Linked DNA regions of Mus musculus: region 2 is linked to region 1. A link is a contact called in public Hi-C data. All regions are on one chromosome and are shown on one strand. The core of a region is the stretch at or near the end of the contact, and the rest is flanking DNA. Distances in the headings are between cores, read along the strand shown. Region 1 overlaps Grip1 (glutamate receptor interacting protein 1). Region 2 overlaps Grip1 (glutamate receptor interacting protein 1).

Region 1 (7,054 bases), core at 1,659-4,158:
CTTCATGGGAATCCAGGTGGAGACAACCCAGGACCTTCTCCCACCACAGAAGGAGTCTCTCTCCCCAGGCCTTTTCTGTCTCCCGCACTTCCTGCGCGCCTTCATCTCCAGTCCTTTTATAGTCTGCTCCTAGTTAATGGGACCTTTCAGGCAGCGACACAGAGGCCATTACATTAGCATGCACTTCTATGCATCTTTTAAAAGAGGCCACAGCTCTTGAAGTAGATGTATCATTAGAAGAACCCCCTCGCGACTCCCACACACATAAACCAACACCACTCTCCCTCGAATCGATTTCACTAAATTTAGAAAGAAAATACAGGGGCACATTTTTTTCCCCTCTGCTCATGAATCTCGGTTTTAAACACCCATGCCTTTTAACCTGTAAACAAAGGAACAGGGAGAAGCTGTGCATTAGGAATGATGAGAGGTGATCTTGACCTGACCACCTCCATCACTAAGGGAGAGGGGCGGTCAGAGGCAGGGCCCTGCTCCTCCTTCCAAGGTGTTCTTCATGGGCTTGAAAGGAGTAACGTCATTAACAGGCCACATTTGCAGGCTGGCAGCAGGCTGTCCCACCACAAGCACGAGAGATGACTAGCTTATTTGAAGGGGAGAAAATGTGGTGCCCAGAGTTGGTTAGCTGGACCGCCAAAGGCGCATGCTGGTCTTCCAAAGAAAACGGGGTGCTTGTATGCTCTTCAAAGTCCTTTTTATCAGCTGGGGGCTGGAGGAGAGGAAATGTATGCTTCCATCCAAAGGAAGACTACTATCAAAGGCTGGCTCTGGAATCATCACACTGTACACCAGAATCTCAGGTGAACATCTGCAGTAGAGGAGGGAAGAAGACCAAGGGCTTAAAACCCTGTAGCAGAATGGAGGCGGCGGCAGTGATGGGGCTCCAGTTTTCAGCTTGGGCTGTTTGATGACCTGGAGAGAGAATCCAGCAGGAGAACCACACTGGGGAAGAAAAGCAATGAGTTCAATCCTTCCCAGAGCAGCAGGAGTGAGGTACCAGGACTGCAAATGGCTCCTGCCGATAAAGGCACTTAGGCCATTAGGACCAGCAACCTGGGTGTGAATCCCCACATGGTGGAAAGACAGAGAGGTGTGTTCCATCCTTTCTTTCTCTTCCCTTCTCCTCTCCTCCCCCCTCCCCTCTCCTCCCCTCTCCTCTTCTCCCCTCCTCTCTCCTCCCCTCCCCTCCCCTCCCCTCTCCTCCCCTCCCCTCCTCTCTCCTCCCCTCCCCTCCCCTCCCATCCTCTCTCCTCCCCTCCCCTCCCCTCCCCTCTCCTCCCCTCCCATCCTCTCTCCTCTTCTCTCCTCCCCTCCCCTCCCCTCTCTTCCCTTCCCCTCTTCACCTTCCCTTTCCTCCCCTCCTCTTCTCTCCTTTCCCCATCCTCCCCTCCTTTCCCCTCCTCTTCTCTGCTCCCATATAGCAAAAAAAAAAAAAAAAAAAAAAAAAAAACACACAAAAGTTAGTGTATGATTCTGCTTCTGTATTTATTATTCCATCAACAGTACTATTTATGCTTATGAGGCAGGCAAGCAGAGGAGAGGGTTTGGTAGCCTGGGACTCCCATTTGCTTTTTTTAAACATACATACATACACACACACACACACATACACACTGCCCTTGGTACCCTAATTCCTTCACTTGAGTGCACCACACACACATCCCCCTCTCCAAGCAATGCAGTCACAAAGCTGAGAACCCTCTCTCCCGACACCGATCTGGCCACCAGCACTCCCAGCTCCTAACAATGGTATTAGTTTCCCTGCCCCAGGAATGATAAAATTTAGACAGTTTCTGTTCAAGTGTATTCTCAGCATATTCGGATAGATAGACTAGAAGGGTGTGCCTGACCTGAACTAGTTTGGGGCATCTCTGTAGGAAGGCAAAACTGTTTCCTCTAGTTGCCTTTTAGGGTGACTATTACCCCTGTTTACTCTTTACCTCTGTGCACAATTAGGCATGCATCTGATCAAACTCTGATGCCCTGTAGAAAGGGAGAGACATGGTAGGAGAAAGAAGTGTGCGATGTAATCTAGCAGTCAGAGCAGAGAGACACCCAAGTTTGGTCTCCTAGAAACCAGATCCTCCCTCGAGCCCCAAACCATGATCAGGACCCTTGAGAGTCTTCACTCACATTACCCACAAGCAATCCTGAGAGATTCATCCGTCTCTCTTGAATCTGTACTAATTGCCTAAATCCAAATAAAATTTTCTTGCTTCTTTTGAAATATCCGAGAGAGCCCTTATTTTGTTTCTTCGGTTAACAGGTCGAGAATCTGGAAACATCTGGCCCAGGCCTGGAAATATGAGTTACACTCCTGTTCTGGTCAGAGCACAAATTTAAGTTTTCTAGATAGGGTCTCATGAATTCCACTCAAACTCCTGAGGTAACCTAGGACGACCTTAAGCTTCCGATCTTCCTGCTTCCCTCTCAGGAATGCATGCTGGGATGCCTCAGTAGTGCATGCTGGGATCCTCAGTAGTGCATGCTGGGATGTCTCAGTAGAGCATGCTGGGATGCCATGCCTAGTTTTACAAAGTACTGGAGCTCTCAAAGCTAGGACTTCATGCATGCGAGGCAAGCATACAGCACCCATTCTAAAAACGTTTTCAAATGCTTCAAGTGTTTTCGAGTGCAAAGCTTTATGGGTAATGGCTAATGGAGTTAGCAGCTCGGCGATGTTGAGATATCAACATTGCACTAATGAGACAGGACTCTGTCTGCCTAGAGTGGACACAGGAGATGCACAGCTCTGATTAGACAAGCTTCCTGCCTGGGGCAGAGATCGGCAACGTTCACTCAAGCATGGGAACAAATCAATTCAGACATAATAGAGCCAAGGAATTTGATTGGGAATGTTTGGGGCCAGGGAACAGGATGAAGTGACTGGGGAGGACAGGGCAAGGGCGGGGCCTCACCTGATGCAGGGTAGGGTGTGCTTTGGCTCTGATTGGTAAGAGCGGGTGAGCAGCGAGACAGGTGATTCCAGTTTGGCAATAGCAATTGGCTGGGCCAGCGAGAAAATGTAAGAGGTCAAGCAGAGAGAAGCCAGCTGAAGAAAACAGGATGACCAGTGAAGCTTAAGGATAACAGAGCTGTCAGAGTAAAATACGGGGTTCAGGGAGGAGGGCCATCCCATATGTACAAAGCCAGTTTTAAACTTAGCGGAGAACCGGGCATTTTAAAGGGCACGCCGGCGGAGGCGGAAGCAATCAGCTCCCTCAGTCAAAAGCACTAAGAGGGCTCTACCGCAGATCTGAACGGTTTATAGCACCCAGCGAAGAGACACTAAGTGCTTGTTGCCGCAAATGAGAACAACTGTAATACGACTACCGCTACGAAAGGAAATTATACTAATTTGGATTTAATCCCCACCTGACTCGTATCTGAAGTAACATTACAAAAAGAAACTTGGAAAAAAGGAGAACTTCCGTTTGCTGAAAGAATCAGCCCGTTGGCTGCTCATAAGTCATGGATATTTTGGATCATTTAGCAGGCAAAACTTCCTCTCAGTGGCCCTAGGGACCTGAGAGGCAAACCTGGAAGAAACGTAGACAATGTTGCCTGGGTACAAGGTCAACTTGTCATAGACTCAATTCTGTGAGATGAGAGTTTTTGGAGAATTTAATTCTTCGACTTAATTGCATGCAATATTCATCGGTGGATTTATTTTAAATATACCACTGCATCTACACAAGAATGCCTCAGTCTATGAATATATGTATGAAATGAAGACGAATGTACAAGAAACACCTGAAGGATTCAACTCAGTTAACTACTCCATTCAGCAGGGGTTGGACTGAAGGAAGGTAGCCCCCAGAAGGAACAAACACACTTCAGAGGGAAAAGGAATTCCTAACAGGATGGGGTCTTGAAAGAACAGAGACCATGGCCTTCGAGTCAGCTCATTCATGACTGCCGATATCCAGTCTGGTCAGATGGCATGGAGAGGGGCCCGCTTCCAGCTTGCATTTATCCAGTATAAAGTACTCTGCCGAGTACTTCAAATTAACAGGAAGCCAGGCGGATCCCCATTCATTTTTACCTCTGTACCAATTTCCTGTCTTCTTTCTAAGTTATAAAGCATGTTTGTGTGGCCAAGAAGACCCCATAGCTATGGCAGGCATATGTAATCCTCAAGGCTGAAAAAGTCATACAACTTCATCTGTGGCAAATGGCTTTGATCTAGACATCTTCCTTTGCACGTTTTGACCTCACAATGCCGTTCCCTATTCAAGCTCAGGTGGCAGCTACTCAGGCAGAGGATAAAATGGCCCCTCAAACTCTAATGAAGTGAGAATCTCTACTACCTGGACATTTGAAATAATAACGGCAGCAAGGATCGTAATAAGGAGCTATTGATACTGATCGCCCACTGAAGCACACGTGAAGGACTCTTAATCTCCAAAGTCATTATTTCAAATAGAAAAGAATGAAGGTTATTCTTATTAAGGGACAATAATTAGCTTTGGATTCGGGGCGGTGGCATTTAGTTACTAATGAGATTGCGGAGTCGCAGCGGCTCTCTAAGGTTAATCTGTGGAGGCAGATCTGTGTCTAAGAACTAATGTGAGAGGTGGAATCAGAGGAAGAGCATTTGTCCTAGACGAGACAGGAAAGGTACCCGCCACAGCAATGGCGGGAAGCGCTGCACTCTTAATGGGGTATATGTAAAATTTTTCCTAGCTGATTGGTTGACATTTTTCTTGCCGGTAATGTTATTACTCACCTTGTAAAATGAATTCATCACACACCAGGGCATAGGATTAAGTCTGAAATGCCTAAGATTTCTCAGACTGCAGGGAAATTGGTTTACCTACTGGGTTGGTACCAAGAAGCAGCAGGGCTGGCACAAGAGCCCTGAGAACCAAATTTAGCCCCAGGGAAGGAGTGAGAGGCGGGGGAAGCTTCAGGCACTGGGCCCCCTCTTGTCCTGCACTCCTGCGAACATGAGGACTCAAACATCCAGCCCCACCCCACACATGTTTCAAAATTCAACACATCCCGCCAGTTTTCTTTAAACAAAAGGCATAGATAAAAGATAGAAGACATCTTTCAAAATTGAAAAAAAAAAAAAAGCTTCCCAGAAAAGTCCAGGACGCCAATTACAATTAGACTAGCGTACAAGAATTATTCCTTTAATATCAGGAGCTCCCAAGCTCTGCGTGAGCTTTACTCCCACGAAACATTCTTAGCTTTCTGAAACTCCAATGTTCCTGGGTATCTGTATTGATAATTGTAAAAATGCGGTAGAGCAGAGTCCTCGGAAATATAAAACAAGTCCTCCGAGAGCGAGGGGAAGCAAAAGGAAGGAAAACTGAAGACTAAACAGCTGGTTCACACTGGATGCTTCCTGCCATGTGATGCTGGCCCACAGGGATGGAGACTGCTACCATCCATGCAAATCTCTGAGGTTCCCCCTCCCTCCCTCCCTCCCTCCCTCCCTCCCTCCCTCCCTCCCTCCCTCCCTCTCTTCTTTTCTTGTCTCTCTGCTAGGCCATGCTGGAAGTGTACGTTTTTAGTGTCAGAGAGCACCCTGCTGATAAAATAAATAAATAAATAAATAAATAAGTAAAACTCTTCTCTAACAAAACAGGCTGTGCTAGTTCAAAAGATGGATGGCCTGTGAGGTCATTTGCACCAGAGGTTCTGAGTAGGTGATCTCATACAGAGAAACCAGAGGAAGTGGAAAGGCATGGGGGAGGGGGAGTGTAGCTTCTATTATACAAATGAAAGGAGATGAACAGATTAGGTATGGTATGGCAGAACACAGCTGAGCCATACGTCTTACAATGGTCAAGATGTATAAAATAAATAATAAATATAGAAGATTGCAGTCACAAAGGAAGAAACACACAACCAAAAGTGTCAAAGGATAAATACGGGATCATATCACCATACATACATTCTGGCATTAAATTCTGGGCTCTGCTTTTTCTCACTTTAAACCATTCTAGAAGTTTAGTCACTCTGACAAAACTTCCAGTTTCCATGGCTAGCTAGGGCACTTGGGTCCTGTCACTTGAGCACATAGCCTTCCTAGGATAAATCTTTGATAGCCTGCTGAAATAAAGTTAACACAGTCATGTTCGGTTCATCTTCATTGAAACCTCAAGCATGAGAAAGAACACTTACTGAGTGTAATCAGAAGGCAGGGCGACTCTGTCCCGCAAGAGAATCTCACTCTAAATGATGAAAAGAATCTTAGCAGGAGGGACTCTGTCAAACCCTGCTAATGAAGTGCCCGAGAACTCCTGGCACTGGACAGGCCCCTAGCAGACCTGTTACAGTGAGCAGCTCGGGATGCAGACTCTGATTAAAGCCCACTCTGGCTCTTACTCTACCCCTCTACCCTGTAGCCTGTCAACATCTCTTAAATCGGTCTTCCTCACAAACTATGCAGCACCCATTGCTGATGGATGCCAAGGCTTGGCTCACTGCCTCTCTAGCCTGAAGGGAACATTTCTCCTGTGCTCCCTGCAAGAAGTGTTGGGGGGGGGGGAGGACCTTCAAAAACAACCTCTCTGAGTAAAGTATTTAGATATGACAGGGGTTAACAGATCATAAGGTGACCACCATTGAAAAAAATAATTTTTCTTAGAGGCAGTGGTGTGTTTACTACCCTGGCCATGATCGTGGCATCCCAAGCATATATGTACATATCCAAATTCACGCTCTTGTATATGTTAAACAGGCATTCTTCATCTATCAGTTCTACCTCAAAGAAGCTGTTCTTAATATATATATATATATATGTATATATATATATATATATATATATATATATACATATATATATAGTTGATTCTACTCATGGTACCCGGGAGCGGGACTCAGTTCCACATGAGAGGGTACTGTATGGAGACTCATTAGAGTCCATCACAAGGTAGTAGAAAGAAGATCCTGGTAGGGCAAGATCAAGGAGCCATGGCTCTGCTTTAAACAGAAAGGGCTGAAGGAGGCGCAGGGCTGGCTGCTCTGAACAACCCCAGTGGAGGGGGCCTCTTGTGGCCTGCTCCTGCCTTAACTTGGCAGG
Region 2 (7,054 bases), core at 3,245-5,744, 140 kb before region 1:
GTAATTATAGTCACAGAGAGCTTGGCCTAGTGCCCTTCAGATTCATCCATGCTGTAGTAAGTACCAGGACTCTCTTCTTTGAGGCTACTATTCCTGGTATACAGTGCATCTTCCTCATCAGATCACCCATCGATGGACACGTAGGCTGATACCATTCCCTGCCTTTCATCAATAATGCTGCAATGGACATGCCCATGACCAGTCTATCCCGATGATTTCCTTTGTCCATGTTGTTTAGATAAGGGATTACCAGATTACAAAGTAATTTGGGACCTTCTATGCTATTTTGAATAATGATACCATTTTCCATTCCTACCTACAGTGTCTAGGGTTCTCCCCCCACCCCCACCACATTCCTGTCATTCTCTGAACTAGGTTTTCGAGGGACATTCAGGAGCTTGCTTGATCCAAAGGGAATCCCAGGAGGATGAGACTTTGGGCCTGGCACAGGCTAATGAAAACCACCAGCCCTACATCCACTGCTTACAGGAAGAAACAAAACTGGTGAGCTGTGAACAGAGCCCCAAAGTAATGGCCCAATTTACCTTTGAAATATAATAAAATGTCTTTTAAGCAGGAGATTAGAGACTTTCTTGGCATAATCCACAGCACAGGACAGCTCTGGAGTAAATTTACACCCTGTCCTTCCCGCTCCCCACCCCCCTCCTTTGGTGTTCCATTATCAATCTCTCAGCGGGGCTGGGATTTCAGCAGAATTGGAAATAACAGCATTCTGCAAATCCCTGCGCGGTCCTGCTGTCCCCCCTTCTCCCCCATCACACGCGGATGCCTCTGAGCTGTTGCAGATTAAAGGTAATTCTCGGTCATTACTGGTGTCATTTATCACCCTCCCTGCGTGTTTCTTTTGTGCAAACCTTGAGGAAGCCTCACTCATTTGTGGAAGTTCAGACTCTAAGTGGAGAATGAAGCTGTGGCCTTTTTTCCTTCTTTTTCTCTTTCCTGGGCAGTACTTCTAGGTGTTTCTTAGGATACAGCCCCTTCCACTGCTGCGACGATGACAGCCAGGGCCAAGCTTGTCAGGAGACAAAAGACAAGGCCATCTATCACCATCATTTGGAAATCTCATCTAGCGAAGGATTTATGATCTGCTGGGGTTCAGAGGAGATTAAAAGAAAACAAAACAGAGGTTGAATAAAGAATGTCTGCTGGCACATGAAGACGAGAGGGATTTCAGAGGAGACCCGAGGTGATTGGCATGCAGTCAGACGTGCCACATGACCCAGGACACTGTGCCACACCGGCGTGGTCGGGGAGAGTTGGAGACTGCTAAGTGGCATGGTTGTGCCATTTGAAGAGCGGCCCACCTCCGGAACATCTGATGTGGACAGGAGAGAGGGGCATGCATACAGAACTGTGGAACCAGACTCTTATGGTCAACAAGCTATCCTATAGGCTAGACACAATGACAGCCTCGTGCCTCAGCCTTCCTGGTTTTCCATGAAGGGGTTGGTTGTTATGATCTTAATTCAAGATGTAAACCTAGAACTCCCTCCCCGTTAGAAAGTAACCAACATTCAGTAAATGCTAGGCTGGCCTCCCAAAAGCCACCAGTGACCCACTCTCATTGAACTGTCAAGAAGGGTAGAGAAGTTACCAAGACTATTTACAATAGCCTCAGTACAGGGGTGCTGCTGGAATGTGTTATTGCCACACATGTCGCCATGCCAACAGCATCTCTCTAGTCATCCTAGCCGTTCCAGAGAGCCAGGTCTTAAACTGGACGGGTGAAACCTCTGTCTTAACTGGTTATCAGACTGGTGGCTTAAGGGACACTTTGTAACCTATAAATGTACTGGTTTTGCCTGAGTGGAATTTAGAAATGACTCAGCTGCATAGCTCACTACAACTTGTGCTTCTTTTAAATGACACACACACGGGGCTTGCCTTAGAGAATTGATACAAGTTCACCTCACCTAGTGCCTACAGTTTTGTACGGTGACTCTCGGGGGGGACTGAACAACAGAACCCACCTCTTCTAAATGTGGACCAAATACGTCCCAGATTTCCCCAGTGGCTTAGCAGGCTTCTTACATCCACTGTAGCTTGTCTGAATCTTCTAGGGACTTAAGATTCTTGTCTCTTCTTATAGGTTCCCTTGGGTGATGCACCTCCCAGATACAGTTTCTTCCTCTTACAATGTAATTTGATGAGATACACCCCTCCACAGCTCCTTCTGGGACCAACACCCCCCCCCCTCCGCCCCCAGCTACCCAATGGAGCCTCTCTTAAAAATCCACCAAGTCCAGTCTCTGCTGCCCACATACTCTTGGCTATGTGGCCTTCACTGGAGGGTGGTCCACTCACCGGGGGTTGCCCTCTTGAAGAAAACTGATATGCCCCCTTTAGCAATTATTACTTCCCAATAGCTGCTGAGATGGGGGTGGGCGCTCATGCCCTCTTCTCCTCTCTAGGCTGGATTTTTGTTTTGCGTGAGCTTGTACAGACCTTGCACGTGACGCCTCAGCTGCTGTGAATCCACACGTGCAACTGCACCACGGTATCCCCAAGACACTGTTTTCCTGTCGCTAACTCCTGCTCTGATCTTCTTACAAGCTCCCTTCCCCTTTTAGTGCATCTGTCAACCCTCCCTAGAGAGAAGCTTCCCTTGGCAGTCGACAGTGATCCACACAGACACCCACAACTGCTCAAGGTACAGAGAGTCAGAGACTCTGCAGTGCTTGGTCTGAAGGAGACATCTTTGGTCTTACAACCTCTCCTCCCAAGGCACAGGCGTCCTCAGGGAAGAAGAGCTGGGAAGAACGTAAGAGTCAGATGCATATTTTAAAGCTCCAAACTGGTCCAAGGAGGCGCTCCTGCTGGTAAAATGCGCACCTGCGAGTGGCCCTACTGTGTGCAGAACTTCCAGGAGAACCACAGGTTTGCTCTAAATCTTACAAAAAATGCTTCTTGCTTTATTGGCTTCGTGAGGGACAGGGAAAGCCCATACTCGCTCTTCCTCAGGTTACAGCTATGTCAGGGAGGTACCATGAGTCATGAGTAAGTTACTCGGGTGTGGAAAATGAAAGACTCTGATTAGGAGGATGCTTGTGAACAGATGACAAATGTAGAGGGTGACGTCATTGCAGTCAAAGTCTCCATATTTACAAACATATGCACTTACTCTATCATTTCACTACCTAAACTCTCCTCACCTTTGTCACTTTTCTCACATAGAAAGCCACTTACTTATAGCTCTGGTGGCATCACTGAGAGCATTAAGGTAACATCCATTGTCAAGACACTTTACTGCCATCTGCTGGTAGAAACATGCCATTACTCACTACATACTCTGGCTAAGATGTGAATGGTACCCCATCCATCAGCTCTGATTTGGACAATGTCTGACCACTCCCAACAACCTGTGAGCTCTGAGCATCTCCACGAGGGGGAGCAGCGGAAAGCGGTTGCTACGTTGTTTTGAAGAAAGAAGTTTAAGGATAACTTTAATACTCAAAAGAGAGTGGAGTTTCTGCGAATTAATTATCTCTTTCCCCAGAGCACTTTATTCCTTTCTGTGGTTGTGAAAACCAGGCTTTGAATTCTATTCTGACCTGACTGTGCTAGAAGGGACATGGGGATGCTATGTCGTCGTAAATGTTTGATATGACTATGATTTTACTGCTCCCCATATCTGCCAGAACCAGCTTCTTCAGCCGACAGTGAAGAAAACAGAGAATGCCTACCAGCAAGGCTTGTATTACTGTCAGGGGGAATGCTTGATACAGCACAATCAACAGCGATATTAACTGCTGTTGACTCCGGAGGTGATATTAATTATTGATGCCGTTCCTGTGATCTCACGTTCTTCCCAATGTGCAGAGACATTGTTACTCTAGTTTCCCATCTTACAATCACCATTATTGAGACGTTTCTATGTCACAGAGGTAGACCAGAGTCTGAGTCTGCAACTCTGCGAACAGGTACCCTGTGGCCAAGGGCGGAGCCAGTGCCAGGCTTAAACTAGTTAAGATAGTCTGCTTTCACACTTGAACTGGGCCTGATGGCTCCCTGGACCCTTGAAGTCTTATGGAGGTCTGTTGATGATATTGTCATAATGCCATAAAGGAAATGGAAATCATAGAGTAATGACACAGAGAATGGCTTCTTGGTCCTCTATCTACATCACTGTCCTACTGACGTCATGGCGACTTCAACAGGAGAAACGCACTGGCTAAGAGAATCCGCTTCGGGAACTAGCTGAGTTGCTGACCGCAGAAGGGCACAGCGCATGTGCAGAAGACCCTTACGCGCCAGAGAGGTCTCTGCTCAAAGCACAGTGCTGACAGAGCACGCAGCCCAAGCCTTTTCTTCCTAGCATCTGTTTATACAAATTCTGACCAGGTGGCAAACTCTTCCCCTCTGCTCTCAAGCAACAGGATGCAGGACAGAGAACACCTGTTCCAAAACTGCTCTGATTAGCTGGAAGCTGGCAGGTATAGCAAGGGCTGAGGGCCACTCGGCAGGAGAGGATCCTGCTGCCTTGTCAGCCCTTGGCTCTGCTCCTGATCTTGGCTGTAGTCCCTGTCGGTGGCTAATGGGATTGATCCACGGGCATAAATCTTTAAACTCCTGCTGGCAAGTGCGACGTTATCTTATCCAAGGCCACCACAGTGTGCCACTGCTATCTAAAAGCAAATGTTTCCAACTTGAGGAAGATACTGGAGGTGCAGGTAGGGGTGTGATGCCCTCCGCTCTCACACAGCTTCCGGGGAAAGTGTGTCATTCAGGTGATTGTGCATGCACACGTGAGTGGACGTCTTTCATGATTTATGTATGCGAGTTTGCTTAGAGAAGGTAATGATAACCAAGTCAGCACGTGCTGGTTGGAGAAATAGAAGCAACACTCCCAGGGGAAACTTAGGGGAGCAATAAATAGAGGGGGAGGTGAAGAACACTGTGGGAGAGTATCCTAGACAAGGGAGTGTGTGCAGGACGGAGGAGACCGAAGCTCCATGAAGAAGGAACAACATGGGAGATTGGAGATGGGGTCTGAAGGGAAAGGACAGAGCTCAGGGAAGAAGGGACAGAAGAGCCGAAGTGGGAGGAGTGGGTGAGAAGCTGGTGTGTCGTTGAAAAGCCCCATCAGGACAGCCCACTGCAGCATGCATGCACTGGACACTCCTTAGGGTGTCTCAGCCATGGTCCCTCAACCCAACAGGCACACACATTTCGGCCGGCCCTTTTAGGTTTCTAAGGATAGAAAACTCTCACACAGAATGCTGTCATGTTAGTATCTGCTTGCTGATACTAAAGCACTGATCTAAACTTGACTCACAACAGTGATAAGAGGGAAATTCTAGATTTTGTTGTTGTTGTTGTTGTTGTTATTTACAGACATAAAAGTCAAAGGGCAGCATGAACCTAAGTCAGAGATAGAATATAGTCAGTGTGGTTAAGAAACTTAGAAAATAATTATAGAATGTTAGAGCCAAGGAAGGGATATTTGGAAGCTTGCAACCAACGGAGTTTGGTGTGTGCTCAAAACTGCTCAGGAAATGAAGGTTTCTGTGAATCTTCTAATTTCAATGGTTCTTAAATCACACTCCCTGTGATTTGAGGTTGCTCTGGGTTTTGTACAGCAACTCTGTAACTCTAAACTGAAGAGTCCACCCATTGTGAATGTGAACATGAACGTAAGTCTAATTTATTAAGCAGGTGTTATGCTCTGTGAACAGTTGTGAATGGATGGATGCAGGGATGAGCAGTATATTAAGAAAAATACAAATGGAATGACTTGACCTTTCATCATCGAGAGCAGAAGGACCGATGCTTAAAGATGTATTTATTTTTATTTTAGGCGCACAAACGATGTGCCAGCAGGAGTGTCTGTGCAGCACATGTATCCTCCGCCTATGAGACCAGAAAAGGGAAGCAGATCCCTTGGAGCTGATGTTACAGACCGTCCTGTGCTGCCACGAGGGTGCTGGGAACCAAACTCGGTCCTCTACATGAATATCAAGTACTCTTAACTGTTAAGCCATCTCTCCAAAACCCGGGACTGAAATTTAAAGGGTAGAGAAAAAAAAAAAAACCAAAAAAACCAAAAAAACAGTTTTCTCTTCCTCCTTCCCTATGTCCTATTTTCTTCGCATCAAGAGAAGGATAAAAATAGCCCTGGCCTTTTGCTGACTTCTGAGGGATGTGGGAACGGATAAATGCGTTCGGGTGTGTCAAGCTCCTGAAGTTCCTTAGGGAGAAGCCACAGGTTTTAATGTCATAATAACAAGCTACTTGTTAAGCTGTTGCTCCTCTAAACATATCATAAGTATCTTCAAACCAAGGTTGGAGCAGGTCACGTGCCCAATAGCAAACTTCTGCCAGCTCACCTGGCTCTTAGCCTGGTGCTTCTCTGGGGCTCAGTGTGGGCTAATACTGAATCTGAGTTTATTTAGGTTGAGTGGTTTGAGCTGGAGGTGTGATGTCTTCCTGCAGGGAACTGAATAGGAGCAGGGATGGCCCTGACGCCATCTTCCTCTGTCTACTAGACTCCAGGAGAGAGGGGGCGGGGTAGGGAGAGGAAAACAGTGGATATCAAGCTTTTCCAAGCTTGTAACACTTTTTTTTTTGTAGGAAGTAACACCACATTTCTCATGCATGTCTCCATGGAAAAACGTATTGTTCTGATTAGAAAACACACATCAAGGTCCCCACCTCAATAAAGAGAAGTAAAATAAAAATAAAAGCTTATTCATTCTCTTAATATTGATCCAGACAATATATCTAGATTTGCCTGGATTCTAGATGTAGAAAGGTCTTCTCTACATAGAGTTAAATACAGAAAAGAATATGAAAAGTAATGTTTTCTGCAATATGTAAAATATTAAGCACTGGAAAAAAAAGAAAGACACTGATAAATGGGACCTTGCAGTCTCATGATATCGGTCAGATTTTTAAAAAGTCATCATACCGCCATTGCGTACCTGGGCTTGAACACGCACTGGGAAGAACACAGCAGAAGTAAGACATACGTGAGCAAAGAAACTAAAACCGTAACTTCACACAAGTTAGAAGCCAGGCTGTACCTATGTACAAT

The links. A called contact is a pair of places that touch in the nucleus more often than the background predicts.
Region 2: a contact with region 1 is called in a Hi-C map of the N1E-115 cell line, with 3 times the contacts expected there. The contact joins two enhancer-like sites. A contact is called at or near these places in 11 of 484 Hi-C or Micro-C datasets (the C2C12 cell line, the N1E-115 cell line, embryonic stem cells and 4 more), 8 of 115 datasets of contacts at active chromatin or transcription factors (embryonic basal ganglia, embryonic forebrain, embryonic limb bud and 3 more) and 2 of 9 other capture datasets (adipose tissue and embryonic tail).

Annotation. Positions count from the first base shown.
Region 1 is chr10:119,659,530-119,666,583 of GRCm38.p6, reverse strand. The region is part of intron 1 of Grip1 (glutamate receptor interacting protein 1); the gene reads right to left. Among named protein-coding and RNA genes, the nearest start is that of Gm40780, 33 kb to the right of the region's middle. Within about 2 kb of position 2,908, at least 6 of the 459 cell types and tissues checked have an H3K27ac peak or open chromatin away from gene starts, as enhancers often do. A contact at or near this core is called in the N1E-115 cell line, where this site is marked.
Region 2 is chr10:119,800,056-119,807,109 of GRCm38.p6, reverse strand. The region is part of intron 1 of Grip1 (glutamate receptor interacting protein 1); the gene reads right to left. It overlaps Gm51815 (a long non-coding RNA gene), which reads left to right. Exons shown (of 3, transcript XR_003949037.1): 3 at 1-7,054. Among named protein-coding and RNA genes, the nearest start is that of Gm51815, 16 kb to the left of the region's middle. Within about 2 kb of position 4,494, at least 6 of the 459 cell types and tissues checked have an H3K27ac peak or open chromatin away from gene starts, as enhancers often do. A contact at or near this core is called in the N1E-115 cell line, where this site is marked.